Linked DNA regions of Mus musculus: regions 2, 3, 4, 5, 6 and 7 are each linked to region 1. The links are chromatin contacts, called in public HiChIP or PLAC-seq and promoter capture Hi-C maps. All regions are on one chromosome and are shown on one strand. Each heading gives the region's core, a stretch centred on a gene start, on an enhancer-like site or on the middle of the called end of the contact. The rest is flanking DNA. Distances are from core to core; before and after follow the strand shown. Region 1 holds the start of Vac14 (Vac14 homolog (S. cerevisiae)). Region 2 holds the start of Pdpr (pyruvate dehydrogenase phosphatase regulatory subunit). Region 3 holds the start of Exosc6 (exosome component 6). Region 4 has its middle 22 kb from the start of Calb2. Region 5 holds the start of Aars (alanyl-tRNA synthetase). Region 6 holds the start of Hydin (HYDIN, axonemal central pair apparatus protein). Region 7 holds the start of St3gal2 (ST3 beta-galactoside alpha-2,3-sialyltransferase 2).

What was found. Promoter capture Hi-C pulls out the DNA fragments that hold promoters and counts their contacts. HiChIP or PLAC-seq counts read pairs in DNA pulled down with a chosen protein or histone mark. Capture Hi-C pulls out chosen DNA fragments and counts their contacts.
Region 2: a contact with region 1 is called in a promoter capture Hi-C map of liver, with 2.3 times the contacts expected there. The contact joins the promoter of Pdpr here to the promoter of Vac14 in region 1. A contact is called at or near these places in 6 of 39 promoter capture datasets (the 3T3-L1 cell line, the C10 cell line, the SN4741 cell line and 3 more), 1 of 15 datasets of contacts at CTCF or cohesin (the NIH/3T3 cell line), 5 of 484 Hi-C or Micro-C datasets (CD4 T cells, CD8 T cells, embryonic stem cells and 2 more), 5 of 115 datasets of contacts at active chromatin or transcription factors (the 230-238 cell line, astrocytes, bone marrow-derived macrophages and 2 more) and 3 of 9 other capture datasets (adipose tissue, embryonic stem cells and liver).
Region 3: a promoter capture Hi-C map of pre-B cells shows a contact between it and region 1, with 5 times the contacts expected there. The contact joins the promoter of Exosc6 here to the promoter of Vac14 in region 1. A contact is called at or near these places in 12 of 39 promoter capture datasets (the 3T3-L1 cell line, 3T3-L1-derived adipocytes, the C10 cell line and 7 more), 2 of 484 Hi-C or Micro-C datasets (LSK cells and embryonic stem cells), 3 of 115 datasets of contacts at active chromatin or transcription factors (astrocytes, extraembryonic endoderm stem cells and memory CD8 T cells) and 2 of 9 other capture datasets (embryonic stem cells and liver).
Region 4: an H3K4me3 HiChIP or PLAC-seq map of embryonic limb bud shows a contact between it and region 1, with 4 times the contacts expected there. The contact joins the enhancer-like site here to the promoter of Vac14 in region 1. A contact is called at or near these places in 10 of 39 promoter capture datasets (the 3T3-L1 cell line, 3T3-L1-derived adipocytes, HPC-7-derived erythroid cells and 6 more), 2 of 484 Hi-C or Micro-C datasets (cochlea and embryonic fibroblasts) and 12 of 115 datasets of contacts at active chromatin or transcription factors (embryonic basal ganglia, embryonic forebrain, embryonic hindbrain and 7 more).
Region 5: a contact with region 1 is called in an H3K4me3 HiChIP or PLAC-seq map of the SCID.adh cell line, with 14 read pairs. The contact joins the promoter of Aars here to the promoter of Vac14 in region 1. A contact is called at or near these places in 9 of 39 promoter capture datasets (the 3T3-L1 cell line, 3T3-L1-derived adipocytes, the HPC-7 cell line and 5 more), 6 of 115 datasets of contacts at active chromatin or transcription factors (the SCID.adh cell line, embryonic stem cells, extraembryonic endoderm stem cells and 2 more) and 2 of 9 other capture datasets (adipose tissue and embryonic stem cells).
Region 6: a contact with region 1 is called in a promoter capture Hi-C map of pancreatic islet. The contact joins the promoter of Hydin here to the promoter of Vac14 in region 1. A contact is called at or near these places in 5 of 39 promoter capture datasets (the 3T3-L1 cell line, cranial neural crest, hippocampal neurons and 2 more), 4 of 484 Hi-C or Micro-C datasets (granulosa cells, liver, myocytes and 1 more), 4 of 115 datasets of contacts at active chromatin or transcription factors (the 230-238 cell line, astrocytes, embryonic forebrain and 1 more) and 1 of 9 other capture datasets (pancreatic islet).
Region 7: a contact with region 1 is called in an H3K27ac HiChIP or PLAC-seq map of the NIH/3T3 cell line, with 4 times the contacts expected there. The contact joins the promoter of St3gal2 here to the promoter of Vac14 in region 1. A contact is called at or near these places in 4 of 39 promoter capture datasets (the SN4741 cell line, cranial neural crest, liver and 1 more), 1 of 115 datasets of contacts at active chromatin or transcription factors (the NIH/3T3 cell line) and 2 of 9 other capture datasets (adipose tissue and pancreatic islet).

What each region holds. Positions count from the first base shown.
Region 1 is chr8:110,616,832-110,620,819 of GRCm38.p6, forward strand. Vac14 (Vac14 homolog (S. cerevisiae)) reads left to right here and starts at 1,736. Exons shown (of 19, transcript NM_146216.3): 1 at 1,736-2,162. The coding sequence starts at 2,059.
Region 2 is chr8:111,092,999-111,096,986 of GRCm38.p6, forward strand. It overlaps Pdpr (pyruvate dehydrogenase phosphatase regulatory subunit), which reads left to right and starts at 1,747. Exons shown (of 18, transcript NM_198308.1): 1 at 1,747-1,828.
Region 3 is chr8:111,054,494-111,058,481 of GRCm38.p6, forward strand. Exosc6 (exosome component 6) reads left to right here and starts at 1,846. Exons shown (of 1, transcript NM_028274.4): 1 at 1,846-3,171. The coding sequence starts at 1,878. The coding sequence ends at 2,699. Aars (alanyl-tRNA synthetase) reads left to right here. Exons shown (of 21, transcript NM_146217.4): 20 at 16-129; 21 at 526-1,076. The coding sequence ends at 711. It also overlaps a transcript of Gm38523 not described here.
Region 4 is chr8:110,187,874-110,191,861 of GRCm38.p6, forward strand. No RefSeq gene overlaps it. Among named protein-coding and RNA genes, the nearest start is that of Calb2, 22 kb to the left of the region's middle. Within about 2 kb of position 1,723, at least 15 of the 459 cell types and tissues checked have an H3K27ac peak or open chromatin away from gene starts, as enhancers often do. A contact at or near this core is called in embryonic basal ganglia, embryonic limb bud and oligodendrocyte precursor cells, where this site is marked.
Region 5 is chr8:111,031,711-111,035,698 of GRCm38.p6, forward strand. It overlaps Aars (alanyl-tRNA synthetase), which reads left to right and starts at 2,132. Exons shown (of 21, transcript NM_146217.4): 1 at 2,132-2,553. It also overlaps a transcript of Ddx19b not described here.
Region 6 is chr8:110,264,792-110,268,779 of GRCm38.p6, forward strand. It overlaps Hydin (HYDIN, axonemal central pair apparatus protein), which reads left to right and starts at 2,186. Exons shown (of 87, transcript NM_172916.2): 1 at 2,186-2,240; 2 at 2,478-2,659. The coding sequence starts at 2,545. Gm26832 (a long non-coding RNA gene) reads right to left here and starts at 2,231. Exons shown (of 5, transcript XR_879191.3): 1 at 2,093-2,231; 2 at 1,006-1,159.
Region 7 is chr8:110,917,942-110,921,929 of GRCm38.p6, forward strand. It overlaps St3gal2 (ST3 beta-galactoside alpha-2,3-sialyltransferase 2), which reads left to right and starts at 1,924. Exons shown (of 7, transcript NM_009179.3): 1 at 1,924-2,164.

The sequences.
Region 1 (3,988 bases), core at 486-2,985:
GAAATTCCTTGTACCCACTTAAACACCTGGTCAGGCGGAGCTTGTGGTCTCTAACTGTAGCACTGGGAGGTGAGGGAGGTGGAAACGGGCCAGTTAGGGCTCCCTGGTCAGCCCCCCAGCCAAATCCATGAGTTTCAGGTTCAGTGAAAGATCTCATTACAGAAAAGGTCGGGACTGGGCGTGTAGCTCAGTTAGGTGACTAGCATGCACAAAGCCTCCCACTCTGTCCTCAGCACCACATAAACCCAGTGTGGTAGCCCACGCCTGTCATCCCAGCAATAAGGAAGGTGGAGGCCTGAGGAACCTAACCTTTCAGTTATTATCTTATTAAGGTTTTTACTACTGTGATAAAAACACCAAAACCAAAAGTAACTTGGGGGAGGAAATGGTTCATTTCGCCATATAGCTTATATCGCTGAAGGAATTCAAAGTAAGAACATAGAGGCAGGAGCTGATGCAGAGGCCATGGAGGAATGCTACTTACCGGCTTTCTCCTTAAAGCTTGCTCAGCCTACTTTCTTATAGAATCCAGCAACCTCTGCCTAGTGTGGACCCACCCATGGTGGGCAGGACCCTCTCACATCAATCACTAATTAGGAAAATGCCTTACAGGCTCGCCTACAGCCCAATCTTAATGGAGGCATTTTCTCAATTGAGGCTTCCTCCTCTCAGATGATTCTAGCTTGTATCAAGTTGACATAAAAATTAGCCAGGACTTTTTTTTTTTAATCACTATGCATAGAGTCCAGCCTAGGACACATAAGACCTTGTCTCAATAAGGGTGGAAAAATAAGAGCAAAAGAGGACACCTTGCCCGGCATGGGGGCTCACGCCTTTAATCCCAGCACTTGGGAGGCAGAGACAGGAGGATTTCTGAGTTCAAGGCCAGCCTGGTCTTCCAGGACAGCCGGGGCTACACAGAGAAACCCTGTCTCGAAAAAACAAACAGACAGACAGACAAACAAAAAAAAAAAAAAAAAGAGGACACCTGACCTCGGATCTCCATACATATGTACACACACATCTGAGTAGCACATGTGTATTAAATACAATCTGAGGGTTTGACTCAGTTGGTAGACTTGACCAGACCCGGGGTTCCACGCCCAGCACCACATAAGATCAACTGTAGTGACGCTTGCCTGTAATCCCTGCACTCAGCAGATAAAGGCATGAGAATCGAGATTTCAAGGCTATCCTCAGCTATAGAGAGAGTTTGAGACCCTGTCTCTAAAATAATAATTGGATTAGAGGGGTGGCTCAGCAGACAAAGGCATCTGCCGCCAAACCTGGCGGACTGGAGCTCAATCCTGGGACCCCCACATGGTGAGTGGGTGGGGAGATCCGACTCCCTCCCAAGTTGCCCTATGGCCTCCAAAGGCGCTCGTTGGTGCATGCACACACGCAGAAATAAAATGTAAAATCAGACAGATGGTTAAGATATGGTGAAAATGGTGGAAACGTTGGCATACGCGAAAGTGACTGTTAAGTGACCAAAGAATTAATGCATAAATTAAATTTGAGTTAGGCTCCCTCTATAAACTGTTTCCAGAAGCCCCCCGCTCTGCGCAAAGCTCTGGCAGTGAGCCTGAAACGGCTCCCACCACCTGCTCTTCACTCTCAGCAAAAACCCGCACCGAAGCCAGCAGCAGGTGAAGAGTGGGGTGGATCCCTGACAAGTGTGGCCAATCCGCTGCAGCAAGCACGAGAGGGCGTGGCCTGGGGGGGCGGAACCTTCGGTCGGCGGAAGGCGGAAGTGCTCGCGGCGTCACGTGACCTGAGTAACATGGCCGCGGCCCAGTGAGCGTTGCCGGTTCCTGGCGGGAGCTGGTCGCGTGAGCCGTGGGGCGGACCGGGTCGCGCGTGGGAGAGCAGGGTCGGAGCAGGGGGACCCGAGGCGGCGCGTGGCGGCGGGACGAGGCAGGCGGGCCCTGGGCGGCATAGCCCATGAGCAGGCTCCGGTGTCCGCGCGGAGCCGCACACTCCCCCGGCCCTGGCACGGCCCAGGCAACCTCGGGCTAAGGTGTCTGGAGGCTCCCAGGCGCAGCGCGAGCTGCCACCATGAACCCAGAGAAGGATTTTGCGCCGCTCACTCCCAACATCGTAAGGGCCCTGAATGATAAACTCTACGAAAAGCGGAAGGTTGCAGCGCTGGAGATCGAGAAGTAAGAGCTCCTGGGACCCCGCCCTGGCTTTGCAGCGCCTAGCGGTTCTGCTTGCCCGCGGCGAGGGTTCGGTATTGACCTCTCCGGTTTCAGCTCTTAGCACATTGCTTTAGAGCGGGAAATCCAAGAGCCCTATCTTTGCTAGTCTTAACCTCCTGGTGCTCCCAGATAGCAGTGAAAATGAATTGACTTAAGGTATGTGCAGAACCTAGCGCAGTACCTGACACATTCAGTGTGGCCTCAGTCAAAAGCCAGCTAGATCGGAGAGTGGCCTCTCTGAGGAGGTGGAGAATTTGCTTATGGTGTCCCGCCTTCTCTTTGCAGCTTCTGAAGTGGCCAAGTGTAGAAATAGGTCAAAGCACGTGATCCAATGCTCAGAAGATTGTCAGGCCACCCTCCCTTGCAAGTGAAAATGGGAAGATTTGCCCTTCCCCGCTTCTGCAATAGTATACGTGTGTGTAATAGTGCACTGGTGTTTCCAGGTGTTCGAAATAGGGAATGTTTAATTCGGTAATGTTTTGCTGAGTATGTGAGAGAGCACGTGTTTTTCCCCCAGCCAAATCTTAGTAACAGTCAGTTGAGTAGGTGGTTTCAGAAGAGTAGAAAGCAGCAGCCTGTAAAACTAGAAAAACATTAGGAGTTAAGACATCCAACTTGGTAACAGCGGACCATATGTGTCTATGTAAATTTAAGTTAACCAGAGTAGTGACACAGGCTTGAGATTTGGCACTTGGAAGGCTCGGGCAGAAATACTGTACTCGTTTGAGATTAGCATTGGTCACGGGGCTAGATCCAGTCTCAACAACAACAACAAAGTAATGAATCAGTACAAATTGTAAATTCAGCACGTCAGTTTCACTACCCATAATCTGGGTGTTCAGGAGCCAACCACTACAGCTGCACAGTGCAGACTAGAGAACATTTCAGTCATTGTACAATGGTCACATGGCCAGCCCTAAGCTATGGAGTGGTGCTCACTCATTGACTAGGATAGACTCTTTACTCAAAGTTTTTTAACCTCGGTGCTGTTGATATTTGGGAAGCACAATACTTGGTTGTGATGGGCAGTTCTGTAGCTTGTGTGATTTTTTTTTTTTTTTTTAGTAGTACCTCTGCCCTTTACCCACTAGATGCCAGTAGTACTCCATCAGTTGTGACAACCCAAATTGTCATCAGACTTTGCCAAATGTCCCTTAAAGAATCAAAATCACACTAGTTGAGAACAATTGCTTTGCCCTAGACTAATGGCTTTGGGCTTAGGTAAGAAGACCCTTCCATTTGTTTGCAGTACTCACGCTAGCGGTTTCTTTCCTCAGCCGCCGCCTTTTTTTCCCCTCTTTTCTGTTTACTGCCTTGCATTGCAGTGCTTAGCACAGTTCTGTTGTCATGCCGAATAGTGTGACCCAAAGATAGTGTCTAGGTATGATTGTGTGTCCGTGAGTTCTGTTGGTTTTGTGAAGTTGCAGTGTATATTAGGTTTTCATTGCTGTATCAAACACTCGAGATTTAAATGGACAGGGTAGTATGTGGTCAGTTGGACCTGTAGCTTTTGGGCATGATGAAGCCCTTCAAGGGCACACACCAAAAGGAGCTCTCAATAAGCCTAACTCTCAAACTCTGTCAACTCCGAATGAACCAGACAGAGGGCTACCTACACCGTGCATACACGGGCCTTTGAGAAACGGTTAAGATTCAGACAGTGGCACACTGACACCAGTTTTTTGCCACCCACTCAGCGTCACAGAAGTATCTGCTTTTATCCTGGCTTGAGTCATCTGTTAGGTCCTTGAACAGAGGTGTTCACAGCATAGCTGCTTCCGGTCAGT
Region 2 (3,988 bases), core at 497-2,996, 480 kb after region 1:
TGTGACACATAGATAACACACCACCTCATTTCATTCACCCTGTCCTGTAGATAACTAGGTTGCTACAAAGTTTGTATGTCTGGAAATTGTAAGTAGGCAGATGGCTCAGGAAAAACAACAAACAAACAACAAAAAACAAACCCAAAAACCTTTGGTTCCCTGACAAATTAAAAAAACCTATCCCCAAATATTTTTGATTGGTCAGTGTCTTTTCATTTTCATTTTTTGGGGATAGGTATCATTAAAAACTTAACCAAAAATGTGAAAGGATTCATCTACTAGGGGCTTCCAAATGTCTTGAGCTTAATGTTTCAGGAGAACAAGGGCAACTGAATGTGTGGTGAAGCAAGCCACTTGGGAGGTGGAGGCAGGAGGACCAGGAGCTAAGTCATCCTCTGTACCTATTTGAATCCAGCCTAGACTGAGACTTTGCCTATAAAAACATACACATAAATAAATAAATAAATAAATAAAACAAATAGACTTTTTTTTGGTTGTTTTTGTTTTGTTTTTTTGAGACAGGGTTTCTCTGTGTGGCCCTGGCTGTCCTGGAACTCACTCTGTAGAATAGGCTGGCCTCGAACTCAGAAATCCATCTTCCTTTGCCTTTCAAGTGCTGGGTTTAATGGCGTGTGCCACCACTGCCCAGCTACAAATAAACTTAAATAAAACAAATAAACTAAAAAAAAAAAAAAAAAAAAGGAACCGGGTAGAGTTGAGTCTTACTGTCAGTTCTCATCTGGGCAGTCTTGGAGAAATTCATGGCTAGTGAGTTGGGTATAAACTAAGCAAGCTGGGGAATGAATGACATCATGAAAAGGAGATTCTTGAAGCCTTCTTGTTCCTAGTCAGAGCGCTCAAGACAGCACCAAGGTACACAGCCTAGCAATAATGTTCAAGACTAGCTCATAAGACAAGATAGGCTAAACTAAAGCACACCATTTCGCTTGCTGCTTGTGCGAAGGATGATTGGATGGTGTGCGCCAGGCGCGGGGTGAAGGTGTTGAGAAGCTGCACCTGAGTAAGGTTAGGTCCTCAAGATATCTGAGGGCCACGTCTACACCAGTGTAGAGACACATATATTTAATCTAGTAACGAGTGCTGTGAAAGAAACTAGGGGATGTGGCTGAGAGTTGGGGGCGGGGGTGGGGGGATGGAAGGCAGAAGATGTTTCTGAGGCTCCAGTGAACAATGCTTTCCCTCTGGGCAGCCGCAAGGAGTAAGATGGGAAATAAGGTCAGCTGATTCGGCCTCCAAGGTGCGGCCAGGCCCACAGTACAACTTCTGCCCAAGCCAAGCACTGAAAGGCCTTAAGCGACGTGCAGGGACGGACAACGGTGACCACGGGCAGAGAGATGTGGTTCTGGGCTGCGGACCCCTCGCGCAGGATCGGAGCTCAGGCCTGGCGGCAGACGATCACCCGAACTGCCCACACACCGAGGCCGGCGGGAGACCCGGAGCGGGGACGGAGGACGTTGGCAGGTCCCCGCACACTCGTCGTCAACCAGGCGGAGGCGGAGGCGGAGGCGGAGGTGGCGCGGGAGGGGCGGGGCCTGGCGAGACCCAAACAAGCGCACGTGCGGGCCGGTCCGCCGCGGTGACGTCACGGCGCGTCGGCGCGCGCGCCCGCCTTACCCTTGCCGCGGGCCGTAAAGCGCGGAAGGTCGCAGGCCCCCCGCGGTCCCGGAACTCTGCGCTCCGCGTCCCGCCCCGTCCCCATGCCCTGGCCCCCTTTCCGGCCGGCGCAGACCCTCTTCAGCGGCTGGGCTGCCCTTCACTTCCGCCGGGCGTTGCTGAGCGCGCTGCCCGCGAGTCGCGGGCCCGTGAGGTAGGAAGCCGGCTAGGACCCGCGGGTCCGGGCGGCCTTCTGGTCCCGCGAACTCTTGCGCCCCGCACGCCCCTGGCGTCCGAGCTTTGGGCTCCGGCTCCCGGCCGTCCCTCCGGGTCTCTGAGGCGGTGCCACCGGTCGGGCGCCGGGATTGAGCCAGTGGAGCTGCGCGGGCCTCGGGGAGCCGCGCCCGCCGTCCCGGGACTGCGCGCCGGCTCTCCCAGGGCGGCGGACCGGGCCTCGGGGCGGGCTGCGGCTCGGGCGGGCGCGCGCGCACTGCTGTCACGGCCAGAGGTGGCCCCGCGTCTCTGCAGGTGGAATGGTTTCCCACCTTGTAATGTGCGGCTCGGCTGTGCTTCACCGACTCCTGTCAGAGACCTAGTCAGGGCCGTGGGGTTTCCAGTGGGTGACTTGGGGTGACAGTTGTGTGTGATCCCGAGGTGCGAGTCCACGGTCTCCAAGCCTACTTCGAACATTTATGCAATCTTGATTTGTAGGGATGATGATGTGGTAGAGGGTCTAGTTATAAAGACGTCCTTTAAGGATCCTCTTTTTTTTTTTTTTTTTTTTTTTTTTGGTTTTTCGAGACAGGGTTTCTCTGTATAGCCCTGGCTGTCCTGGAACTCACTGTGTAGACCAAGCTGGCCTCGAACTCAGAAATCCACCTGCCTCTGCCTCCCAAGTGCTGGGATTAAAGGCGTGCGCCACCACGTCCGGCCCAAGGGTCCTCTTTTTGGCGTCAGGGACGTGTATAATTTTTCTTAAATTCTCTCAGCCAACGGTGCATTTGTTGAAAATTACAGCATCCTGAACTTGCATGATCAAACTGTTCAGAGGGTCATTCTGTTGCTTGTAAACTTGCCCTGGTGATTCCTCCGAGTTATGTGTGGGAGATGCGTCAATGTACATTCAGCCTTCATTCTTTGTGACCTGTGGCTCATGCTGTTACCAGAGGAAGCATTCAGGAGTTGTTAGAACTGTCCCTGTGACTGCCTTTTAAAGACAGAGTCTTGCTCTGTGGCCCCAGCTCACCTGGAACCTGGGCATTTCTCCTGTTTCAGTATCCAGTGTGGTGGGAATTTCAGGTGTGAGCACTGCTCCAGGATTGAGCTTGTTGGTGTAGGATCCGAGCACAATCAGTCTGGGTCTTAAGGCTGTTTAGAAGTTACTCTTACTAGTAGAGATACCGTTAATTTTCACGAATTTCAAGAAAATGCAAAACTTCCTGACCTTTCCTTTGAATGAGTTTGCAGTCTTCAGTGTCTGTTTTCCTGGCTCTACCTCCTTTTCCTGTGAAACTTGCTTGCTTTTACTGCCAGACCCCTTCATCACATTTTATTTTATGAGTGTTTTGCCTATGTGTACGTTTGTGCACCATGTCCACGCTTGATGTCCACAAAAGTCAAGGCATTGGATTCACTGGAACTGAAGTTAAAGATTGTTACCTCCTTGTGGGAGTTGGGAATCAAACCCAGGCCCTGTGCAAGAACAGTAACGTTCTTAACCACTGAGACATCTCTCTAGCCCTCCCTTCCTGGTATACTTCAGTCTTTTCTGCCCTCATCTCTTCACTCTTGAAGGTCATGATGATCACAGAGTCAACATTCTTTTCTTGGCCTTATCAGACTGGGCATTAAACGTGCTTTGTTCTTTCCTGAATCTCCTGTTTGTCCTTTTCTTCCTGTCTTGCCGAGAGATCATAAGTTTATTGAGCAAACAGTGACAAAGGACTGGGCATGGTAGGGTTTCTCAGGGAGGAATTCTCTGTTATGTTTCTTTCCTGTTGCTATTCTCTTTTCTAGGTAGGGAAAGAGCTTCTGGTACTGCTTTACAGCTGTTTGGCCTTTGCTTACCTGGATTTCTTTGAAGCCCATGCTTTTAATCCCAGCACTGGGGGAGGCAGAGACAGGTGGATTTCTATGAAGTCTAAGCAACCTTGGTCTACATAGCAAGTTCTAGGCCATTTGCTACAAAGTGACACCCTGTCTAGAAAGAAAGGAAGAAAGAGAGAAAGGGAAAAAAGAAAGCAGTAGTAGTATTATGATAAGTGGCTCTGATGCTAGATTTGCAGTTTTGTCTTTGATTATAGAATAATAATTTTACATAATATACTTTATACATAAGTTTCCTAAAGTACAGAACAGAAATTATGTCCACCCT
Region 3 (3,988 bases), core at 596-3,095, 440 kb after region 1:
AGGTTCTCCCCACAGGCCCTGAATGAAGCGTTGAAGCTTTTCAAGACGCATTCTCCTCAGACATCTGCCATGCTGTTCACGGTGGACAATGAGGCTGGCAAGATCACGTGCTTGTGCCAGGTTCCCCAGGTCAGAACTTCCCACAGTCCCAGTCTAAAAGCCTGCAAACCCGTATGCCAGTGGGAAACCCTGCCTGTGGCTCCTCAAGGAGGGCTTCTTCACAGCATTTGCCAAGACTGTTTGTGTGCACGCAGTCCTCACTAGAAACTGTTGATCTGTCTATCATTTGTCGCCTCCTGCGGCACCTTTACCCCTCGGGCTTTCTTTTGGTGAAAGACTTCACTCCTGGCTAATGCCTGGCTTTGCTCTCTGTCCTCACTTTGGCAGTAGCCATAGCTGCTCTCCTGTGCCAGCTATAGTGTTAGTCTGTGGTAGCATCACACATGATACAAATGGATGTTGGGGGCGCCTGCCATTCCCCCCTCAATCCCATTCTGACTACCATTTTCCCCTCCTATCTCCTAGAATGCAGCCAACCGGGGACTGAAAGCCAGCGAGTGGGTCCAGCAGGTTTCAGGCCTGATGGATGGTAAAGGCGGTGGCAAGGACATGTCCGCCCAGGCCACAGGCAAGAACGTGGGCTGCCTTCAGGAAGCACTGCAGCTGGCTACCTCCTTTGCCCAGCTCCGTCTGGGAGATGTGAAGAACTGATGGGAGGGAAGCCCTCTCGGGAAAGCAACTCGCCATCAACCAGACATGTCCGAAGGCGGGAATTCAGCCAGGAGCTCTCCTCCCGCCACGAAGACATTGGAGTCATGGGACCTCTCAGCAGCCCTGTCCGTCCTGATCCAGCGGTAATGGGAACACGCCTGGAGCTGTCCTGTGATTCATTGCCCCCCTCCATTACTGCTCTGAGCCCATTCATGTCAGCACCATCTGTCTAAAATCACTACCCAGGAATGCTTTTTAACGTCATGATCACATCTAGATGAGGTCACTCTGCCAGCCTGAGGCTTTAGGTCTGCAGAGGAAGGAAGCCTTTTCTCTGCAGAAAATAAAAAGGACCATGTGCAATACTTGGTGATGTCATGCGCTCTGCTTCTTGTCCTGAGGTGAGCCCTGGCTCCTGTATATCTGTTACGGTTCCAGCCTGTTTCTGGTTGATGGTATCACCGAATAGACTCCCAGACTCCTGAAAGTTCAGGAAATTCAATAGAAGGGTGGAGGAAAATAATTCTGAGTTGCTTCCAGTGGAGAACCACTGTTCTTAGTCTCTTAGGACAACCTCCACCATGCCTGTCCACATGCCTGTTTGAGGCTGCTGATATGAGGTCAGACAACTGATATAGGCAGTATGAACATGTAGGTGTGTCCTACTAACTGCCCCACCCCTACTGCTTTAACCTAAAGTAGGTTCAAGACCCTGGCCCAGCCCTAAAATGCAATTTGTATGAATCTACAAACAGCAGGGTCTGGAAGCAGAGATACTGTCTGCTTATGACAGTTCCTCAGAGTGTTAGAAATATCTAGTTGTACAAAGAGAGATACCGTCCATTTATTAAACAAGTGTTGAAGCAGCCAGAGGACTAATTGCACGAGTAAACAAAAACCTCTCACCTTGGGCAAGCTTATGTGAAACAGTCTGAATGCAAACTTCTAGGAATAACAACAGATCCGTTCCTTAGGACTAGCTAAAGTACCAGCATAGGAGTCCAGCTATACCTCGCCGTTCTTCCTCCACTCCGCTAGGTGGCAGCGCGCACACCTACCGCTCTCCCGATAGGCTCTGCGCGGGCGCGCATCTTTAAGCGAGCGGAAGAGCCGGGTGCGCAAGGGCAGCCCAGCAGGCGGAAGTAGCTCGCACGCCGGTAGCCGCCATGCCGGGAGACCATCGCCGCATCCGCGGGCCGGAGGAGTCTCAGCCGCCGCAGCTGTACGCGGCCGAAGACGACGAGACGCCCGCTGCTCGCGACCCGACGCGGCTCCGCCCGGTGTACGCGCGCGCCGGGCTGCTGAGCCAGGCCAAGGGCTCCGCCTACCTGGAGGCGGGCGGGACCAAGGTGCTGTGCGCCGTGTCCGGTCCGCGGCAGGCCGAGGGCGGCGAGCGCGGCAGCGGCCCTGCGGGAGCGGGCGGGGAAGCTCCCGCTGCCCTCCGGGGTCGCCTGCTCTGCGATTTCCGCCGCGCTCCCTTCTCCGGTCGCCGGCGTCGCGCGCCCCAGGGCGGCGGCGGGGAGGATCGCGAGCTGGGACTGGCGCTACAGGAGGCTCTGGAGCCCGCCGTGCGCCTGGGGCGCTACCCGCGTGCTCAGCTCGAGGTGTCGGCGCTGCTGCTGGAGGACGGCGGCTGTGCGCTGGCCGCGGCGCTCACCGCGGCCGCGCTCGCCCTGGCCGACGCGGGAGTGGAGATGTACGATCTGGTGGTGGGCTGCGGCCTGAGCCTCACCCCGGGACCCTCCCCGACCTGGCTGCTGGACCCCACGCGGCTGGAGGAGGAGCACTCCGCGGCCGGTCTCACGGTGGCCCTCATGCCTGTGCTCAATCAGGTGGCCGGGTTACTGGGCAGTGGGGAAGGCGGGCAGACTGAGAGTTGGACCGATGCTGTGCGCCTGGGCCTGGAGGGCTGCCAGCGCCTCTACCCAGTGCTGCAGCAGTGTTTGGTGCGGGCTGCCCGCCGGAGGGGTGCCGCCGCCCCACCCTGATTGGAAAAAACCGGAGCGACGAGGATTCGAGGACTGCTATCGCCCTTCTCTCCCTAAAGGACCAAGCGCTGATGGTCGCCTGACTCCGCAGAGCTGAGAAACGAAGAGTGGGGCAGTTGGGCGCACAGAACCAAAGCACTGGACAGCTCTGTTGGAAAGGTTTAAAAGGCCGTTGGAAACACGATCCAGTTGGAGAGATTTGAAAGCAGCCATACTCCCAAGTTGGAAAGGACTTGGGCTGGATTTACCTAGTAAATGAGATAAGGGGCTATGGTCTTGTAGGAGATGGACCCAGTGCAGGCCAGCCATTGGCTCCAATACATAATAAACTGATTCTTTTGAGAGGATGGACCAGGGGACTTTGCCTTCTCACTACTCAGAGTAAAACATAAAAACTATTTTATGACTGGAAATACATCTGTTGTGTTTTTTCTTGATACTAGAGTTAGAAACAATGCTGTTCTGAACTGGGTGTGTGTTGAGTCTGTGTTTTCAAGGGCTCCGAGTCATTACTGCCTTAAGTGTTCATATTAGCCCACTGTAACTAAGAAGGGGTGATGTGCTTTGTAGGAGAAACCTCGTGCCCTGGAGCATTGTCTGGGGCAGCTGCTGAGGTGATAAGTCTGAGGAGACTCCAGGACAGCCAGGGCTACACACAGAAACCCCTGTTTTTTGGGGGTGGGGGGAGGGAACTGGAGAGAGTTAAAAGAAGTTCTGGTGCCCCCCTATCCTTTCCTTTAGGACAAAATCATGTCTAGGAGTTGGGTAACTGAAGGATTATGCTCTGGAAGGACGCCCAGTCCCATCCTGGTGTCCTGTCCAGGCTTGGCTCCTGGCACTAAGGCTCAGTGCAGCAATGGACTACTCAAATGGGGACCACCTAAATACTGTGGCATCGCTTACAGCCTGGCTATTCCATAAGGCAGAGCGGGCCTGACCAGGATTATAGGGGCTTTTCTTCACTTAGGGTTGAATTGGAGGAAGCTGTGTGGCACTTATTAAGTAAGGGGTTACTTAATAAGTGTCAAGAAAAAAGTATACATTTTGGCTGGGTGGTGGTGGTACACGCCTTTAATCCCAGCACAAGAGGTTGGTTAGGTTAGCACACACAACCTTACAGCTTGGTGTCACTGTAGGGATGCAAGTGTGTTTCACTACTGTGGCTGCAGAAAAATTGACACACTACCAAGTTTAGTGGTGCGTGGGCAAGGAAGCAACCTTCATTTTGTGAGAGCCAACAGTGTTCACTGGGTTCAGGGCCCTGTCAGGTGCCTCCTGCAAGACCACCA
Region 4 (3,988 bases), core at 473-2,972, 430 kb before region 1:
CCACGTTTGTGCCTGGTGCCCTCGGAGGTCAAAGAGGGTCCCCTGGAACTGAAGTTGCAGCTGACTGAGCTGCTGTATAGGTGCTGGGTTCTCTGTCTGAGCAGTGAATGCTGTTAACCACCAGGCCATCTCTCCAGCCCTGAAATGCCTCTTTTGAAGGGAGAGCAACACTGGGGAAAGGAGACAAGATCGTACTCTGTAGCCTTGGCTAGTCTGGAACTTGCTATGTAGACTAAGCCAGGCTTGGAACTCACAGAGCTCCTCCTGCCTCTGCTTCTCCTTCTCAGGTAGTAGGGTTGGCACCACAACCAGGCCTTAAGACGCCTTTTTAAATGCATTGTGCTCAGTGGCCAAGAGCACTTTCGACTTTTACAGAAGACCTGGGTCTGAGTCCCTGTACCTGAATGGCAGCCACAAGCATCTATAACTAGGGATCTTCTCACTTCTGGCCTCCACAGTCACTGCATACATGAGGTGGACGAGCTACATTTGGGCAAAACACAGACAGAACATACAAATTAAAAAAAATCATTTAAAGTGCTATGCATTTTACGACATAAATGTAAAATCATATACTAGAAAAAATGATAAAGTAGATTAAAAAAACCAACAACCTCAAAATAGAAGATATCCCTCTGTGACTGCCCCTCTAAAGGTATCTGTTGTCAACTCTTTGGATGGGATCTTTCTGGGAGTTAAGCTTAGTGGTTAAGGAGATGATCTTTGAGGGCTGGAGAGATGGCTCAGTGGTTACCCTGGCTGCTCCTCTGGAGAACTCGAGTCCAGTCCCCAGCACCCACACCTGCAGCCCACAGCCACCTGTAACTCCTGCTCCAGCATCTCTAAGGTATCTGACCTATGACCTTCATGGGCACCTGCACTCATGGGTGTATACCCACAGGCAGGCACACACACACACACACACACACACACACACACACACACACACACACACGGGTGCTGGGGATTTAAACTCAGTCCGTCTGCTTGCAGAGCAAATGATCTTATCCACTAAGCCATCTATTTCCCTAGGTCCGCAGTTGGGATTTGAAGCCAATCCTTTTGTTTCCCACACCCCTGCTCCCTAGCTGAGAAAGATGCCCTAGGAGGTAACCTAATAAAGATTATAAACTAAGTGGATGGTGGCAGAAGCGTCAGGACTCAGGGCCCCCGGGCTTCTCATCTCTGAGCTAATGCCTGGGACATCTGAGTTCAAGCATGCTGAGCTGTTGGATGCCAAACAGATCACCCCTAAGTCCCTGCCCCCACGACACAGCTCCCAACCTGGAGATGTCTAGGCTAATCAAGACCCAAGGAGGGTTTTTCGAAGCCGGTGAGGCAGGCTGCAGACATAGCAGGAGGTAAGGAGCAGCATCTTTTGATTTGTGAACTGATCCCCTTTGATCTGAAGATCAATAAGAGTAAATGAGTTACAGGTGAGGAAGTCTGTCCCCCGCTACTGCTATGGTGGGGCTCTTGGATTTGCTGCTGTCCCCCAGCAGCTTGTGACTCCCTCTAGAATTCTCCCTCAGCCACCTCCACAGAAAGCAGGCATCAAGGAGATTTTCTTTCTGTGAGTGCCAAACAAGCTTCTCTGTGTGTGTGTGTGTGTGTGTGTGTGTGTGTGTGTGTGTGTGTGTCCCACGTGTGATTTCAATAGCTCTTCCCCACTGTTTGGCAGCTGCAGCTGCCCTCCAGTCTCAGCTGTAGGAAGGAGGCCTGGATTTAATAGGTCTTTACTGCAAATGTCAACTAGACCCTACGAAAGCTGCCTGGAGACACCACAGGGAGCAAAGCCAGGCTATTTCAAGACTCCACAGCCCAGTTCAAGGGATGAGCACTGACTTGGACCAGCTAAGAATTTAGGGTGATTGTGTTTCTGGGGTGTTATGCAGCTCCTGGGTTTAACATTTCTTCTGCCAGTCTCCCCTGAGCAGACAGAATCAGAGGGCAGCAAGGAGGGGCTTACTAGCCACCTGAAGGGTTAGGGAGTCCCAGGCCCAAAGCTACAAGGGAGTTAGTCATCACTCTTGGGGCTCCAGATTGAGCCAGACCTATTGGGGAATAGTTTCCAGCTGTGCACAAATGAGTAGAGGGGTTTGTGTCCTGCCTCAGCACAGCCAGGTTCCCACATGAACAAGCACTGATTGAGTGAATTGTTGCCTCAGTAATTAGTAATAGGGGCCTGAAGTCCTGCAGAGGACTCTGGAAGTTTGGATTTAGCCATCCGCTATAAGGAACTGAGGACCGCTAAACTCAAGGAGCTAGTCCCTAGGTGTCCCAGTGTGCCCCCTTCTAAGTGCTAATCCAGAACACTAACCCTTGCCCCACTGTAGATGGGTTTCATGGATTCGAATGGCCCAGACCATGAGATTTAGCATCTGACAAATATGAGTTCAAACGCTGCGACCTGTCAGCTGTTTGACCTCATACAAATTTCTTCATCTTAAGAAAGAAAGAAAGAAAGGAAGGAAGGAAGGAAGGAAGAAAGAAAGAAAGAAAGAAAGAGAGAAAACAACAACTTGTTCTGAAATAGTTGCCTCCCAATCCCCATATGTGTGCAGGTTATTCACGCCACAGAATGCCTGTTAGGTCAGAGGACAAGTTTCCGGAGTTGGTTCTCTTCTTCCACTGTAGGTTCTGGGGATTGAACACAGGTCAGCAGGCTTGACCAGCAAGTGCTTATAGCCACGGAGACATCTCATTTCTTCTGCTTCATCTTTTAAATTGCAATTTTCTCATTAATCTCTGTATATCTGTCTGTCTGTGTATCTGTCTGTCCCTCTCTCTGTGTATAACTTCTGTAAGAATAAAAGGCTTATGGGACTCTTGGAATGACTCAAAAATAAGAAATGAAGAAAATAAATGTTTGTTCTCCTGCCTCCATGAATGAGTTTGACTACCTTAGCCTGTCTGACACATGATGCTAAAATATTCTCTTCCATCCTGCTTGTTGGGGAGTACTTAGTAATATTGATTTACTATTCACAAATTGGTTTTATTTAGTTTTGGGGTCTATGATCATCAAGGTGGTGAGATTTGGTGCTGGAAGACACAAAGGGTAAATCAGTTGTTTAGATACTAGAATGTTCTTTCATGGCCAACCACCAAAAACCCGGCAGAACACTCAGGACTGAACTAAGTTAGGCATATTATCTCGTGGCAAAAGGATGGGAGTAGGAACAATGGGCTTCTCAGGAAGATGGCAGAAGGAATTATTTGGGGGGGGGTGCATAGTGATGTAGGGGTGGTAAGGAAGTAAGGCATATGGACACTGCCAAGTAGTAGTGGTCACTCATACTGATGTCTGTATAAGTTTCCTATTGTAGCTATAACAGAATACTATAAGGCTAGTGGCTTAAATAGATGTTGCAGTTCTAGAAAAAAAAAGTCCAAAATCATTTTGACTGAACTAGAAACCAACATGTCAGCAGGGAGAGTCCCATTGGAAGGCCTTGTCCCTTTTTGCTCCCAGTCTCTAGATGTTGCTTCCACCCCGTAGCTGTGGCCTCTTCCTTTGTCTTCAAACCAGATACATGATACTATATCTTACAATGACCATGGGGCCCTCCTAAATAACTTAGGGTCATTCTTCCACCAAAATTCTTTGACTTAGTTTCCATGAACTAATTTACCTCCTGTAATAGGAAGTGTCATGCCCACACATTCTCAGGATTGGGAAGGGTGCCACCATCTTCAACATGAGATTAGTCCCCATTGCAAGTGTACAGTTCTTATGTAGATGAGCAGAGTAAGCCACCAAGCTGTGACTTGTAAAGCAACAGCAACCACTCACATAAACCAGGTCACCAATCCTTAACACGCATTTGTCACAGCAAATGGATAGATACCGACAGAATCTTCTTAACTAGAGTCAATACACTTTCTACCTCCTTAGTTTCTGCCCGCTGTCCCTGCTCATCTCCAGCACCACACCCAGGCTACCATTTGACAGTAGATGTCATGTCTCTTTAGGTTCCTCCTGTGA
Region 5 (3,988 bases), core at 882-3,381, 420 kb after region 1:
CGCGGCGCAACATGGCGGTTAGGCTTCCCCAACGGCCACTCACAATCCAAACCAAGCCGAAGCTCCATTGGCTGAGCCTTTGAAGTTGGCTCCTCCCAGCCAATCATAAGAGGGGCACTGAACGGCTCTTGCTTACGCATGCGCACTGAGCATGTTCTCTCCAAAGACCCATAGATGCCTTCTCCAGGTCACTTGAAGTTTCAAGTTGTCATTTGTTGTTGAATTGACCTATGAATAGAAATTCCTTCACAGGAGTAGTGTCTACATTTTAAGAAATACTGATCCTGCCGGGCGGTGGTGGCACACATCCAGTGCTCTTAACCACTGAGCCATCTCTCTAGCCCTCTGCTCATCTCTTTATGACACCCTGGGCAAACTGGGCGTGGTGACGCACGCCTTTAATCCCAGCACTCGGGAGGGAGAGGCAGGCGGATTTCTGAATTCGAGGCCAGCCTGGTCTACAGAGTGAGCTCCAGGACAGCCAGGGCTATACAAGAAAAACCCTGTCTCGAAAAACAAACAGACAGACAGACAGACAGAAAAAGAAAAGAAAAGAAAAGAAAAAAGAAAAGCTGATCCTGTTGCAAGGGCCTTTAACCTAGCACTTGGGAGGCAGAGGCAGGCAAATCTTTGTGAGTTCAAGGCCATCCTGGTTTATTTGTTGAGTTATTTGATAGCCAGGGACTATGTAAAAACAGAGGAAAAAATAAAAATAAAAAGACAAGGTCTTGGTATATAGCTGTGAACAAAAACTGGAAAGAGACTATACTATGTCTGTGGATACTAATTGACTGATTAGATCTGAGGTCAGTACTGTGAAGACAGGAATGTCGTAAGCTCACAGGCTAATTGAATTTGTCTTGGACTAGTTCTGGCCTTCTGAAAACAACCATTCTTTGTCCATTTCTGTGTTTGAACTAATAAAGTCTTGTACTAACAGATAGAAACCATTTGGAATCTATTAACTTACCAGACCACTGGCTTCCACCATCCAAAAAGCTAAAGATGCCATCAGATAACATCTTGGGTCTATAGAAAAGCTTTCCATCTTGCTATAGTCGCCTTTCAGATATAACCATCACTATATTTTAAAATTACCTTGACTTATGACTCTCTTTGTTCTGTAAAGCTGTACATCATGAAAAAGTTTTCGTGTAATTTGGGGTTTCCTCATCTGTGAAAAAGTGGTACTAGCAGACCTGATAATACAGTTTAAAAATTAAACGGTGTGTGAACTTTTTAGTGTGATGCCTTACCTATAGATTTTAGGTTTTGTGTGTGTTATTTTGAGACTGTGCCCAAGGCCCAAGGGTAGCCTTAAGCTCTGATCCTCTTGGCTCTCAAGTGCTGGGACTATGGATGTGCGTCACCGTTGTAGGCGTTTCCTAAGAATGTTGACTTGTTTTCTAAAGCAAACAGAGGGACAGATGTCCTTTAACTTGGGTTACGTCATTTCTTCCTCTTCAAAATCAAGACCCGAATTTCTTCTTATTGGGACCTGAAGGACAAATATAAAGCTATGCCTAATGTCACAGGACTGTACTGCCTCCTACTCCGGAGGCTAAGACAAGAGTGAAAAATTCAAGGCCAACCTGGACAATTTATCCAGACCCTGTCTCAAAGAGAGAACCGGACGTATCAGTCAGTGCCAAAGCGCTTCGGCGTGGTTGAAGCACTTATTTCAGTCCAGGGTACCGTTAAAGAAGGCATGCCGATCTATACGCGATAACAATAAGAACATTTGATTGGTGCACACCTGCAAGACTGGCAAATCCCCTGATTTCAAGACCACCTTGCTCCGTTTCAAAAGGCCGAAAAACGAACCTTTGAGGTACGTGTATCACTTTGCAGTTAAACAGTTCTATGCCAAAATCTGTGATCGCCACCAAATTCATGTTTTCATTCCTCTTGTTAACTGTCAACTATTAGGGCTTTGCCAATAGAACCCAAAATGTCTGCCTCCTGAAGCCAATAGTCAACCCTGTCACGTGACACTCCATGTCCTAGCTTTCTTGAGCATTGCATCAGCCGAGCCCAGGAGCCTTCCCAGAAACCGGCTTGTTAGCTCATTCGCGCTCCGAATGATTGGCATGCCAGTGGACCAATCATATCAGAGGATGACAAGGCGTAGCGGGTCACTTTTCATCAGAGCGCTCTGATTGGATGGTGAGGTACGGCTCTGGCACCGGTTGTGGCGGGTGAGTATAGCTTCTTGTGCGCATCTGAGGGAGCAGGTAACTGCCGGCGAGTGGCGGTGGGCTCCGGGCAAGGAAGGACCTGGGGACCCGGACCCTCGGGAAAAAAAGCAAGTGAGCCCCGAGAGCTCTACGAGAAGAGCCGGCGCTTGGAGGGGGAGGGGCAGCTGCAGCGGGCTGCCGGGCGGTCCCGCCCCTGGCCTGGGTCAGGACCCGGTCTCCGCAGGAGCCGGATCTCGAGAGTAGCTTTTGCTATTCCCTCGGAGCACTGAGAGTGGTGTGGTTTCTGGTGGACTTGCAGAGGACCAAGACCTTGGGAAGATCGCGGTTGCTCTTCAGTCGCCACCCAGAGCTAAGGGTTTGTCTCCTCTAATTTTAATCTCTTAGGGGGTTAGGGAACCAGGCCTGAAGAGCAGGGTGACTAAGATAAATGGAGTCTCTCTAAGAGGCATCTTCATTCATTCTTTATTAGGTTCTCACACCTTACCCCAGACTGGCCTGAACTCAACTCTGTAACCCGGGCTGGCCTTGAACTCGCGGCAGTTCTCCTGCCTCAGCATTTCAAGTGCTGGAATTACAGGCGTGAGCCAGCACTCCAGACTCGCTTCTTTCTGTTGCTGTTTTGAGACAGGGTTTCACTATGTAGACCAGGCTGGTCTCGACTCACAGAGATCTTCAAGAGTGGTGGGACCAAAGGCGTGTGCTACGACCCTCGGCCCGATTCGATTCTTAAAAACAGAATAGTTGATACCTTCAGGTTCACCCGAACAAATATATTCAGCAATTTTTTCAAACAGTCTAAGTTTCCTGGTGTGCTTTGGAGTATGTTAGTGCAGAGCATGCTATTTACAGATTAGTATAATTAATCATGAGCATGGGTGACGACCACTTTACTAGATACTGAAAATACACTGTAACGGTGAAGTGAAGCCAGCCAGGATTCCTACTGAGATGTAACATAGACTGTGATTGGGAGGTGAGCATTAAATAGTCACACCAAATAAATCATTTGAGGCTAGGAGACAGTATAAAGAGGAGAGACCTGGTGAAGAAAGGAAAGGTTTGCTTAAGTATGTTTCTTTGTGATTGATCAAAACGACCTCATTAGGAAGAAGGGAAAGGAGAGGCCAGGCAGAACGGCTAGCTTGTAAATGGAAATATGTTACAAGGTCCTGTGGCTGAAGTCACCTTGTAATTCAAGGCCCTGGGTCTGGCCCCAAGCTTGCAAATACAAACAAATAAATAAAAGTTCTGAAGGCCTTTTAAGCCCCTGCTGGGATGTACTGTTTTCGGACCTGCCTCTGCTACAGACGTGTTATGTATATTGAGGAAAGAACAAGTTTTAATGTTGGAAACTTTATTTATTTATTCATTTATTTATTTATTTATTGGGGGCTGGGTCTCTGACCTGGAAACCTCCAACCCTCCATTTTCCTTCCTCAGCCTCCCGAGCTCTGGGATGGTCAGAGTGGGGACACAGCTTTCAACAGCCTTCAGTCTTCATAGGGTAATGGACATGTTAGATCCCAGTATACAACTCTGGTGTAGTCTGTATGTAGTGGCCACCCTATGGGGGCACTGGTTCTCCACTGGCTCTTAGCACACAGTCCTCATTCATTACTTAGGCAAAGGTGGGAGGTTCAAGTGTGCTCTAGAAAGTAATGTTCCCTCAGCTTGTCTGTGGAGAGAAGCAGGTTGTTTTCTTCAGCAACAATGACTCTAAAGGTAAAGTCGAACTGTAGCCATTGTTAAGGAGGGCTGAAAAGAGAAGGCGGTGTGACAAGATTTCTGAA
Region 6 (3,988 bases), core at 936-3,435, 350 kb before region 1:
TAGCCCTTGTTACCCCTGAATAGAAAGAGCTGTTATTTCATGGAGTATTGTCTAAGAAGAGCTGTTTCACTTTCCCACCATAAAGGACACTGAAAACCTTCTTGGAAAAGGAGTTCTCCTCAAAGGCCTGTTCTTTTGTCTGGAGGGTTCAAGGGTGTCAGTTCTCAGCCACGTCTGAGGAAATCTTCCGTAGTGGCTCCCTTCTGACCCTGAACATGCTCAGTATGTGCAAAGAGATTTCGAGAGATGTCTGCCTTGTTCTCTTTGCAAAAATATTGGTCTGCTTCATCTGTTGGAAATTTGCTATTCCATGTGCCAAGCCCCAGTGACCACTTTAACATCATGTTGAGAATTCATTTGTGCATTCAGTCGGCATCAGGCTCCTGGTAGTGAGGCACTGTCAAGTGCATTTTTAAGACTAGGCGCATATGTATTTTAACAGCCATATTAAGCAGAAGAAAATTGAAGATTGGTTTTAATAACAAAACGTCCAACCTAGCATATCTAAAACTTCGTCATTTCAATGTGAAATCAATATTTTTTAAATTAGCAAAGAGGTATTTTTTTCATTCTTCTTTTCCTCAAAGTCTTTATGACACAAGTTCACATCTATCCCACCTTCTAGTTAGGAGCAGACACAAGGCAAGAACTCAGTGGCCATCGGAGGCCATAGATTGCCACCAGTGTCAACTGAGCTGGGCATACTGTCCACAGGGCATAAGCTCCTCAGACAGAGTTGATGTCTGTCTTGATGGCTCCTTATCAGTGGTTGGTATACAGGAGGTATTTTACATGTGCAACCTTGAATTGAGATGCAATAGAAAGAATAAAGGAACTTTTGGGGGGGGTTGCAGAATGACTTCCCATAACACTCAGAAATGAAACCACCCAGTTCTGCACATGGCTTGCCAGTACAGTTTGTAATTCATTTCTTCCACAGGCATCCAAAGTCCCTGAAGACAGAAGCTTTTCTGTCTTAACTCTCTTTCACACCCCCACAGTTACCCCTGGTTCCTGGTATTGCGGTGTGCCACTTCATGCAGCCAACAAGTATTTATGCGGTGTTCGTCTCAGACCGGTTACTATTTTAAGTGCAGGGATGGAAATAATGCAGTCTGTGTTGATGGAGCCCACAGGGCGAAAAGAAGCTAACGAAGGTCTGTGAAGGAAATAAATTGGGTGACATGATAGGGTGTGACAGGGGACAGGAGCACTGGGTACTGGAGGAGGAGGGGCCAGTTCTGCAAAGAGCCATCTCCTTATATCTCATCACAGTCCTCCCCGCCCCCTCTGCTGAAGGGACTAACTCAATCTCAGCTCTGCCCTTAACTTCCTGTTTCTGCTGTGCCCTGCTCTCTCTTTGGCCCGCCAGTCACTTTTATCTTCCAGTGTTTCAGCTTCTGGGCTGTCTTCTCAAAAGAGCCATCCCTGACAACCCTGTCCAGCTCCACGTCCCCCTCTCCCCCGCCATAACTCTGTTGACAACATGCATAACACCATCTATGACCGTGTGCATACCGGAGGTAAACTCTTGGTGAAGCCCTCTTGGCAGTTGGAATCTTTTAGTGCCTAGAATATTCCCTTGGTGACTAATATTTGGCCAATAATCACTGATCATTAGCTATGTGGGTTTTTTTTTTTTAATTTTTAAATTTTTTTTCCGAATGAGTAAAGAAAGATCACTAGTAAAAATCTTTGGGAGGTGTTTTAAGGGCTGATTTAAATACTTGTAAACGAACTCTGGGAAGAACACCACTTTATTTTCTGTCTCCTAAAAGAAAGACGGGCTAATCCATCTAAAAGTTACTCTTTGGGGATGCTATGGGCATCCAGTGTCCTAGGAATTGCTTTCAGTTCCTTCAGCACTTAACTGAAGGGCATTTCTGGACCCCTGGAGGAAGTCAAAGGACCACAGGCTAAACATTCCTGTGGAAATGGGGATCCCGATTGAATCACCAAGAGGCAGGTGTTCGCGGAGATCATGTGTGAAGTGGCTTTGAAGACCCAGGAAAGGTCTGGCTAAGGAAGGCGTTGGGGTGGGAGAGAAGCTTGTGGGTCAGGAAACTGTAAAGGAAATCTGTTGGTTCATTACCTGGCGGTTGCTAGGGACGCCCGCCTCCTCCAATCATCGTTCCTCTTACTAGAGTGTGAGCCACACTCTGCGGTTGCTGTGGCAACAGATGGTAACAAGATGGACTCGGCAGTGCAGCAAAAAGTGGCGCGCAAAAAGTGCAGAGACTGTGAGTTGAAACCCAGTTTCGTCAGGGAGCGCGGTGTGGAGTTTGCCCTGGGATTCTGAGTGTACAGAGGTTACCGGATCTCTCAATGGTCTCAGGGTGAAAGAGTGAGCTTATGGGGACTGATGAGATGGCCCCTACTGTTCACCCCACTGAATTTAGGGGATCTTGGATTTCTGTACTTGGGATTCCCGCCTGGAAGCTCGCTTCTAACTTCAGCTTTGGGCAAATCGCTTTCAGTCTTCCCTAGGAAAATGGATGGCAGGTCCCATGCCCTTCCTTCAGCTGTTCCTGCCCCGTTCTCAAAATGACCCTGAAGATCAAATGTGTGGCTAATTATATAAAGGAAAAAATCCCAAACGTGCTCTTCTTATGCGACCCTGAAGCAAGACTGCAACAGTTAACCGCCTCTGTGCCTCTCTGTGAGTGTGCGCAATTAGGGCTCAGAGAGTGCCCCAGGATTGGAGCTGGGGACCAGCGCTTTGTAGGTCTGTGCTGTCCTCGGGGCCCTGGGTTCTGTGTGTGCTTCAATTTCTGGAATCCTGATTCTGCTTGGGGTTGTTTCGTTTTTTATTTCGGAACATTACAAGCGCCCGAGTGTTAATTAGACGATTGTGTTTTAGCTCTTATCTTTACTTAAAGCAACTTGGGCCCCACTTCATGTCTAGTACCACCTGGAGCTTGTCTGGAAGATTGTAGAACAAGAGTTCTATTTTAAACGAGCATAAACAGTGGAGTCACGGGCGTCCGTGTTAGAACTCAGACCTTAATTAAGATCAAATTTGAAACTAGTTTAAAAAAAAAAAATCCAAACTCATGCAGGATAATGAGTTTGTTTGGTTTTTTTTTTTTTTTTTCCAAACCCAGACAGTCACAGAAACACCAAAAAGCTTTCAATGTGGGACTCCTTAAGGACATTTTATAAAATGTATTAGACATTTTCCCAGTCATCCTCACAAATCACTAGAGGGTATATGCGCCCACCCACTGAGTCATTGTTCGTCTGTGTTTTGGGGATCCCAAGTTCACATCAGTTTCTTCCTGGAGAGCATCCGCTCATGTGGGGAATCACACCTTGCTTGGCTGGGGGCTGGGAGGTTCCCTTCTTACCATCTCGCACTCACACCCCTGTGATTTCTACAGTTTGCACAGCTGTCCCTGCACTAATGTTCACCAGCACAATTGGGACCATTGATCTTGCTTTAGGGCCCAGGCTCACGCATTAATGGGCCTGCAACGACAACCATCCAACTATTTTTAAAGTTACCTGTTTTGTTTTCCAACACTCCTGAGTATAGTGAGCTTCATTGTCTCAGTTTGTGCGGCTTGCCCTGGATACTGGTGAATGCTTGAAATGCCCGTTCTTTAAGACTTTTATTATCCTGATGGGAAAAGAATGGCGATCACTTTATTTGTGTTTCCCTGATTGCTAGTCCAATAGAGTAGTCTCTGACTGTTCATTATTGACAACGGCTCTAATGTGAATCCGCTGCCTTTTAAAATGCAGATGCCCTTTTTCATATTGATTTCTAGATATCCATTTAGTTCTAGTGTCAACTTGACACAGCCTAAAATCACCTAAGAAGGGAATCTCACGATTGGCTTGTGGGAATATCTGTGGGGAATCATCTTGAGCCCACTGTGGGCAGCACCATTCCCTTGGCAGGGGGTCCTGGGCTGTATAAGAAAGCTAGCTAGGCATGAGCCTGCCAGTGAGCCAGCAAGCAATGTTCCTGTATGGATTCTCCTTC
Region 7 (3,988 bases), core at 674-3,173, 300 kb after region 1:
CGGTAAAGAGGTCTGACGCCCTCTTCTTGTGTGTCTGAAGACAGCTACAATGTACTTATGTATAATAAATAAATCTTTGGGCCTGAGTGAGCGGGGCCAACCGGAGCGAGCAGAACCACATGAAGGCTCACAACCATCTGCACAGCTACAGTGTACTCACATACATAAAACAAACAAATAAATCTTTAAAAAAAAAAAGAATCGAGGAAGAGAAGAACCTAGCTTGCATTTGTGCAGCTGTGCTTTAAAAGGAGGGGGAATGCGTAGGTGTCACGCCTGGCTTCTTGGTATGTCAGCTGACAATGAAGTTAGAATTTAGCTTCTCGTAGAGGCTTGGAGATAGAATGCCTAGCCTTCCTGATGACTGCATCGTAAAGAAGTAGGGTTTTGGTCTGTGAGATTCTCCTGAGCTGTAGTGTTGTGCCAGGAAGCATTCGTGAATCCCGAAAAGACTATCAAGGAGCCAAATCAGATGCAATCGCATTAGAGTCTCTTTATTTAAGCTTGAGCTCCCCCCCCCCCCCTGTCTCTTACCAACGCTGACACAGTAGGAAAGTGGAGCCCTGAACCTAGTTTCAGGCAAGCATTTTTAGAGGCAAGAAGTGGGTCTCTAGTCTGGTACACATCTGATTGGGGGGGGCGGGGGAGGGACGACGGGCGGAATGATGGCCTTTAATGCTGGAAGTCAAACCATAAACTTAACTTCTGCTTTCCTCCTGATTGGTGGTTGTTAGAAAGTGAAGTGCCAGGGGGCGGGCTTGTAACCTGGGGGGTGCAGATTTGTTGGGGAGTAACCTGGAAACCGGTGCTAGGTACTGGTCTGTTAGTTTACTCGAGTTCAATCTTAGGTCAGGCTTTCTGTGATGGAGTCTGAACCCAAAAGATTCATTGCAGGGTGTGATGGCTCAGTGTCCATAATAACAACCCTCAGGAGGCTAAGGCAAGAGAATCCATCATGGATTCCAGGCGGGCCTGCCTGGCTTACAAAGGGAATTTACGACTACCTTGGGTTACATAATAAGAGAAAGAACGAACACACTTAAAATTCTAGGGTCCCAGAACTAATGAACCAGAAGTCGTTTGAGTATCATTGGTCAGTCAGAGACATTTGGAGACTGAATGTGTCATCAATTAGGAACTTCCTAATGGTTTTGGAGCTTGGTTTGAAAGTTGAGGAAAGGATTGCCTAACACTGATGTGGATAAATATTTAAAATGTGTGCATGTTACCCTAGAGAATAGGCATCTAAGAGTCAGAAGTCTGAAGTCAAGAGATGCCCTAATGGATAAAGGCTGTAGGGTGCCTACAAGCAAGACAGTTTGCAATGTGAGGTGCCCAGTCACATAGTGGCAAACCCTATTTCCACATCGCTGCTGGTGCCCCTCTTTTCAACAGCCTGGACCTAGTGCCCTCACTGCAGTTGCAGCTTGCTGGGCCAGGGCATGAACCCAGCTGGCTCAGGTCGTGGCTCTTGGCAAGAGCAAGTACAAACAGTTCCCTTGAGCTGGGCTTGGCCGCAGTTGATCACAGTCCTGTGTGAGAGGCATCCTCAGCTTACTCGCATCCTTTGATGAACCAGGTACCAAAGCCCGGCTGGGGTACCGCAGACTGCACCTCCCAGGCTTCAGCAGCCCAGAGTCGCGTGGCTGTGAAACTGAAGAATACGCCCCTTAGTGCTGTGCCTTAACCCTCTAAATCCGGACAGAACTACAAAGACCATGAGCCCAGATATGGGAGTGCATTGCTTTCTGGGAGCAATAGTCCTATATGCAGAGCGATGCTGGCGGGTCCTGCCAGGCTGGACTACATATCCCAGCATGCCTGAGCGAGTGGTGGTGGGGGAACAGGAGGGAGGGGAGAGCCCCGGAGGATGTGAATGGGGAGGGGGCACCCGCCCCCTTCCCCCACCCTTCCCTTTAGCTTGGGTAGGGGTGGGGGGAGGGGCCGGGCTGAGCTGCAGCCGCGGCGCTCCGGGAGGGCAGGGCCAGGCAAGGGCGGGACTGGCCCGAGGCTGGCGGACTGGAGAGCGGTGAAGCTAACGGGTCCAGGCGCGGGAGGCGGCGGCGGCGGCGGCGGCGGCGGCAGCGGCGGCAGCTCTCTGCACGGGCGGAGGCGGCGGCAGGAGCGGCAAGCATGGCCCGCGCGGCGCCCAGCGCAGACTGAGGTGCGCGGGCGGGATGAGAGAGGGCGGGATGCGGGGCTCCCCGGGCCCCGTGCTGCCCCTACCGTCTTCTGTGCGGGCAGCGGGCTTGGCCCAGAGGCCCAGATCCAGCGGGTCCAGCCCAGCAACTTCCCTCGGGTCTGGGCGCCGTGTGGGCGGGGGTCCGATTGCCTTGGCCTCGATCGGGATCCCCGTCTTCTGCTTCTGCATATCTAACCACTCCCAGTCTTTCAGGCACTCCTGTAACACTCCTTGCTGGCAGCCCCCAGCCTCAGCCTTTGGAGTTCTCTGTCCTCGTCCACACTTCCACACCCCAGGTGTTGGTACTTCCAGCCCTAGGGCGCTTGGGAACCTGCTCCATCCGGAATCCCCTGCCCCACTTCTCCTGGTCACAAGCTGTCTGCACCATCTTCACTTCTTTCCTCTACCCTTCGGCCTTTCCCCCACCTGGCACTGACCCCTAGCCACACTCTGTGGCCTAGTTCTCTCTAATAAGACCTGACAGCTTGATCCCCTTCCTACTTTGGAAAAACTGAGGCATGAACCCACCGGAAACTTGGTCATGGTGTGCCCGTCCTCTCTGGACGCTGGCCTGAGCACTGTCCCTTGTCCCTCTTGTTCCTTCCATCCTTTGCCATATAAGACACGTTACTTCCCTCCAGTCATGCCCCTGTGACTGAATCAAACTTCCCAGCCCCATATACAGCTCCAGTGTTCCCTGTTTAGTTCTTCCACTACTTCTGTTGTCCCTGCTTTGCACAGCCCTCCACCTGGAAAGGAGTCTCAGTCCTTTTGCTGCTCGTTCAAGTTAGCCTTTCTGCTTCTCTCTTGCCAACTGCATCCATCTCCTCCCATGTTGCCTCTTGTTTTTCATCTGTGTACTAAGAATAATTCAGGGACCCCTGGGACCCCTGGGAAGTAGTCAGTCATTCCTTGTCAGTAACCCATACTCCTGTCTACAAATGTCTAGAAACTGTTTGGCCATCCCGTCCTCATGCTTGGTGGGCTCAGAAGTGTGGGTTGGAAGGGACCGTTTACCTCTATGAAGATGGTGACATTGAAGGACTCTGGTCATCATTCTAAGCTAATCTGACTCCTGCTGCTAACTTTGGAGGAGGGTTGCCCCTTCTGGGGGATGGTGTGGGGGATGCCTGCCTGAGTGCTTTGTGGAAGAAGGTACGGTGCCTACAGGCGGTGATCTCTTGTTTAGTTGTGGTGATTCTGAGTTGAAGAGGGATGGAGGGTACACAGACTTGACTGCATAATTCAGTTTTTGTTTGTTTGCTTTCTGTTTGTCTTCCTTCAGCCGGATTTTCCTTTGGGTCACACTTTCTTCCCCTGTCTCCCAGTCTCCCAGTGGGGAAGGGAGGGAGGGAAACCCTGTGAGCCATCCAGGAAGGAGGAGATTCTTCAGAAGTTTGTAAGGGTCCTGAGTGAGCAGTCTTGATCTGAACCAGATGGTTGTCTGCTTCCACGAGGTCCCGCCCATGCTCCCTGCCCCCCTTGGCTGTGAGTAGGATGCTTTTAACCTTGTAACTTGAGATTGGAGAAGGGAGGCCAGGAGGCCAACTGCGTGAATGTTTATATCCAAATGTGCAAGCTTGCCAGGGGCCTGTGGGAGTGTCGGTGCCCCCAGAGACCACTGTAGAGTTCTGTGGCCTGCTGATAAGCCCTAGTCACTTTGAGAGCCCAAAAAGATAGAACTAGTTTTGAAGCCTGTAAGAGTCACCCTGAATCAGGCAGGGTGGCCACACCTGTTATGCCAGCAGCATTCAGGATAACTAGAGGATTACCATTTCAAGGGACCCTAGGCTATGTAATAAGATC